Regions from separate parts of the Triticum aestivum genome. Here region 2 is linked to region 1. Evidence: chromatin contacts called from public Hi-C data. All regions are on one chromosome and are shown on one strand. The core of a region is the stretch at or near the end of the contact, and the rest is flanking DNA. Distances in the headings are between cores, read along the strand shown. Region 1 holds the start of LOC123181179 (protein GRAVITROPIC IN THE LIGHT 1). Region 2 holds the start of LOC123167842.

The links. A called contact is a pair of places that touch in the nucleus more often than the background predicts.
Region 2: a contact with region 1 is called in a Hi-C map of leaf, with 4 times the contacts expected there. The contact joins the promoter of LOC123167842 here to the promoter of LOC123181179 in region 1. A contact is called at or near these places in 2 of 5 Hi-C or Micro-C datasets (both in leaf).

The regions. Positions count from the first base shown.
Region 1 is chr1D:235,960,921-235,963,603 of IWGSC CS RefSeq v2.1, reverse strand. LOC123181179 (protein GRAVITROPIC IN THE LIGHT 1) reads left to right here and starts at 1,306. Exons shown (of 1, transcript XM_044593429.1): 1 at 1,306-2,683. The coding sequence starts at 1,579.
Region 2 is chr1D:236,413,463-236,416,145 of IWGSC CS RefSeq v2.1, reverse strand. It overlaps LOC123167842, which reads right to left and starts at 1,319. Exons shown (of 1, transcript XM_044585704.1): 1 at 1-1,319. The coding sequence starts at 1,096. The coding sequence ends at 788.

The sequences.
Region 1 (2,683 bases), core at 57-2,556:
CTTCACCCAAAATCTAATATTTTCCATAAAGATTTCACAAAAATTTCATGGCTTTTCGGCTCCATGAATTTTTGACCTAAAAACCGAAAAAGTAATAGAAAACAGGAACTTGCCTTTGGCATTGGATTAATAGGTTAGTCCAAATAAAAATAATTTTTTTTGCCAAAGTATGTAAATGTGGTATGATAATAGCATGGAACAATAAAAAATTATAGATACATTTGAGACATGTTAATCCTTCTCTGTGGATTCCCATTTGATAGACGTAGCATTCATGAGATCAACAATGCAGTTAACAAATTTGGCAAATTTGTTATGTGGGACAAAGTTAGAAGTGCCAGAGCATTGTCATGGTCAAAGTCAAAGTAGAGGAACTCAGGGATATTCTTGCTAGTATTGTATTTGGGGAAGGTGGTGATTCTCAGACTAAATCTTAGACTGTTCTTGTAGTAATACAACAGGAAGAAATGTTAGGGGTTGAGGCACCCGATCAAGATCCAATCCCTGCCCATGCGAACCCTCATCCCATTCTCCATCAAGCTACTTCCACCAAAATCAGCATAATCATTTCTTGGGGCCCTTACAACATCATGAACATGAAGATCAACAAGTTGCTCAAAGCCCTGAACCTCATCTGGACCTACAACTTGCACTAGCACCTAATAGGAATGTTGACATGGAAGTTGTGAATGAGGAAGATGGAGTTGACCTTCATGGATGCGGTCACTAGGATATGCCTCAGAACAACCAACCAATTGATCAGGAATTGCATAATGGGAAAATTTTGGCTCTTAATGATCTGATGGCTTCGAGAAGATGCGGTACAAGTGGTTGAGGACAATTTGTAACAGGTAGATGTTGATAGCAATATCACCGATTCAACCGGGCCTCCTAATAATAATGCAGAAACGTCTGCCTTTGCTAATGGGTCATTAGCGCCAATAGCAGATGTTGGACTGAATAAGCTATTCCCCCCTATTGGGCCCATTCAGGCCCAAGAACAACTTCCAATAGCTATTGATGATCCGCAAGAATGCAATTCCACAACTAGAAGACTTTAAACATGTTTCTGGGCCCTATTTCGAGAAAATATGTTTAAGCACTGCCCAAAAAACATGTTAAAAGACAAATGTCACATGAAACAGTTTATTTTCTACAGAGCCCTAGGAAATGTCAAGAACATGGCAGTCAACGAGTTTTTACAGAAAATCATCAAGGTACCGGAGCAAACTATAACTATTCTTCTCGTGGTTTTTTGAAGACAAGTAGTACAAAATCACGAGCGTAGAAGCATCTTCTGTAACAAACACCCACCCTCCTTGAGCCGAGCCAAGAAATTCCAAGTCTTTCCTCTCGACGGAGACAAGCTTGCCGCTTTTCCTCTCCCAGATCCCCCACCTCCTCCCCACCTCCGCTCCATTCCACTCCACCGCCCCCATCACCGCCCCCTCTCCTCTTCTCACCGCGCTCCGCGTCCTCTGCCCCGCCCCGCAAATCCGCAATTCGCACTGGTGAACCCCCCGCCCTCGCCGGCGGCGGAGACGTCCGGGGGTCGGCGCGCCCGCGAATCGCGCAGCCATGCTCCAGAAGTTCGCGCTCGCGTTCAAGACCAAGACCATCGAGTTCTTCGCCGAGGAGGAGGAGGACGAGGATGCCGCGGCGGGGGAGGGCGGGGTGCTCGCTGGCCAGCGGGTGCTCGTACTGAAGCCCGACCCGCAGAACCCTAGTAGCCCCGTCGGCGGGGATGGGGGGACCGGGTCGGCGTCCGGAGAGGAGGCCGCCGTGGCCGCGGCACTCGCGACGACGTCGTCGTTCCAGGCGGCGTACCTGCACCTGCAGGCGGCGCACTCGCCGTTCCTGCCGGAGGCGGCCGCCGCCGCGGACGCCCTCGCGGTCTCGCACCTCCGGCGGCTGTCGGAGCTAAAGCGGCTCGCGTCGGACGCGGCGGAAGACGGCTCCCTCACGGCCCACCTCGAGGACCAGGTGCGGGAGAACCAGGCGCTGCTGCGGTCGTTCGACGCCGTGGTGAACCGCCTCCAGGCCGCGCTCGATGCCAAGGACGCCGCGGCGGCCTCTCTTCGCTGGGAGCTCGCGGCGCTGGCGGACGGCAACGCGCGCCTTGCCGGGCGCCTCGACCGTGCCCTCGCGCCACAGCCGGGTGCGGGCGGCGGCGACGCCTTGGGCGCCATGCTGTCCGCGAGCGTCTTCGATTCCGTCCTGCGCGACGCTCTCCGCGTCGCCCACCGCTTCACCCGTGCCCTCGCCGAGCTCCTCCGGTGCGCTGGATGGGACCTGGCCGACGCTGCGGCAGCTGCCTACCCCGGTATTGCCTACTCCAAGCATGGCCACTGCCGCTACGCTCTCCTCTCCCGTGTCTGCCTATCCATGTTCGACGGCTTTGACTCGTACCAGTTCGGTGGCACAAGCGATGCCGCAGCCCTGGAAGGAATCGAGCTTGCAGTTCGCAGGAATGAATCGTTGCAGCAATTCATCGAGCACTCTGATGCAGACCCCATGGAGCTCATGAGTTCAAGCCCAGACTGCGAATTCTCGCAATTCTGTGATCGGAAGTACAAACAGCTCATCCATCCAGGCATTGAGTCCTCACTGTTTGGGAATCCAGACTGCAGGGCATTGCCGGTGATGGCTACAGCCGGTCCACTCTACGAGTTGTTCATCACGA
Region 2 (2,683 bases), core at 70-2,569, 450 kb before region 1:
TGTTCGGTCATGCAAAAACTTCACTAGAACACGCTCGACGGGAAAGTACACCACATGCCTCACCCAACCTCCAAATATGGAGGCCCGCGTGCTCGATTTGAAGGCGCTCCCAAAATTACGGGATCGAGGTTGGAATGACCACTCTGCTAGGGTGTCATTTTGGACTAAAACCTGACGAGGTTATTACGGTGATCGAGCTGATGTATATAGTTGCTCTAAACAAACATAAAGTAATGGCGAGGAGCTGTTAGATTCAAAGATTAACCGAAACTGCTCTGTGGACGACAGTAGCCGGCCGAACTCCGCACGATGGAGTATTTTGCTCAACGCATGGACGGTTTGATGTGCTGCATCGTCTCGTCCAGAATCTGTCGTGTGTGTAGCAGACGATGTTTCACTTTTGCTCAACTGTCAGACAAACATTGGAAGAATTACTGTAAGGACAAGCATTGGCTGTTCTTCTTGCAGGCTTAAGATTCTGACACAAGATCAAAACAGAGCACGGATACACGATTAAAGATTTCAAGAACCGTGCTAGCTCAGCCGATGTTTCGCTGTTTTTCCTAAATCTCATTCTCAAATCCCAAGCTCTCCACGCATACATGTACATGACAAACTACAGATTTCCAGTTTAGTTACCACGGTGACACGCACACACACGCATGGAGCGTTCACTCTAAACCAGTAAACTAAACTCTACCGATCATCTCATCTCATCTTCTTTACAAGTCTCTCTGAACCCCAAGAACCCAAAACAGAAAGAGACAGTACCGTCTGAGCTCTTCTACTAAGCCTTGCCCGCCATTCCGGCTGCTGCCCTGTCGTTGCTCTTCCTGGTGACCCGGATGTATAGGAAGATGACGGCCATGACGGCCGCGGCGAACCCGGCGAGGATCACCTCGGCGCCGGCGATGGACCGGTCGTGCCTCCCGCCGGCAGGCCGCGCCACGCCGTCCGGCCCCTCCGCCGGCAAGGGCGTCGGCGCGTCCGCGGTAGCGCCCAGCAGCGGCCTGGCCATCGACGTCGCAACCACATCACCGAGAAGCACCAGAAGCAGCACCAGCCTCGGCCGGGACAAGAAGGCGCACCTCGCCATTGCAGCGACTAGCAACTCTCACTGACTCTGTGCTGTGTGGGCTCTCCGGAGTTGTGTGAGCTGGAGATGTGAGGAGCAGAGCAGAGCAGAAGAGGGTTAGTGGAGGAGTAGGTGCGGGTGAGTGAATATATAGGCCGTGAGCCGAGCTGGAGGCTGGGAGTGAGCTGGATGCTGACCCTGGTTGGCGCACATGAGATTGGAGAGAGGAGGGGGAGGAGGAGGAGGTTGGGATCGGGGGAGATTGTCTCCGGGGAGGGACGGGCGGTGCTGTGCTGTGGAAGGACGACGTGTCTGGCCTTAACTTCGAGTAGTTGGCTCTGTACTAGCTTAGGCAGGCTGCGTACGACATTGTTCCATTCGTTATGGTATCCTCAGCTCCAGTTTCATACAAGCTTCCTTCTTTTTTCCCACTCGCTTTCTACCTAGCTACTATACTACTTTTCGTGCATTTTGCTATTCCTTGCCTCCCTCTGAAACCCATGCGTTTGAGCGTGCAAATACATTTGGGGCCGTGCAGTGCCGCTGTTTCCAGTTGGGCCGGCAGTCAGCAACCGGCACTAACATTGACCCTTGCCGAAAGCGCGCGGCGGTATCTCCTTGTTTGGTGGAGCGAGGAGAGGACGGCTTGCCTGTCTCACGGCCACGCCCAGCTGGATGCCAACCGGCTAGCTAGTAGCTAGGCTACACGACTAGTACTCCTACTACTACCACGATTCCCAGTCAGAATACGCGTTTGGTGCCGGGGCGCGGGGCGCCTGCCCTACTACCTACAGTGTCTACGTACGTGCAAACATTTACACCGCTTTGCTCGGCTTCATTCACCTCCATCTTTTCTAGCTAGCTAGAGAGCGCGTACATACACGAGCGAGTGTGCGCTCTCATCTCCTGTTGCGCGTGGTTGTGCTTGGATTTCTAGAGTCATCGAGCCAAACCCGACTCGCGGGATTTAATTCAGTTTTTCTCTCTACAGGTTCCACTTTAACCCCAGCGCACGGAATAAAGTTGGACCCATCACTTGAGCATGGATCGCCGACCGACAAAGCATGCACTGTCTCGAATCAAGGGAAAGGGTCCGTACCAAGGATCTCGATCCGCATCTAGCACGATTGTGAAACCGAAAGAGCACACGTGTTATGGTCCTACGAGACACCTTTACTCGCACAAAGCTGTTTCACCCCGCTAATGCTTCTGTATTGCTAAGACCAAGTACTACAATAGTAGGTTTATAGCTCTACATGACAAGTTTACTTATGTGAAGAAGAAAGATGTGAAAAAATAACTCATGCAAGAGTCTAACTCAACGCATGCTCCTAAACAGATACAATAAATATGAAGAAAAAAGATAAATAGATAGCTAAGTGTTATTTTTGTTACCCTGCCTTTTGTAGCCTGCATGACTAAGCTACTTACCTTAGGTCCCAAGTCTTTGATCTGGTCCAAATCTAAAGCGAATGGAGAATCTCCCTAAAGAAACCACGCACGCGGTCAGGTCGGTCTTGGTCGACAGCAGGTTAACGCAAATGCGATCCACCGGCAACCTGCCATGTAGTATAGGCACAGGACGATGTGTTCGCCGGTCTAGGGAAC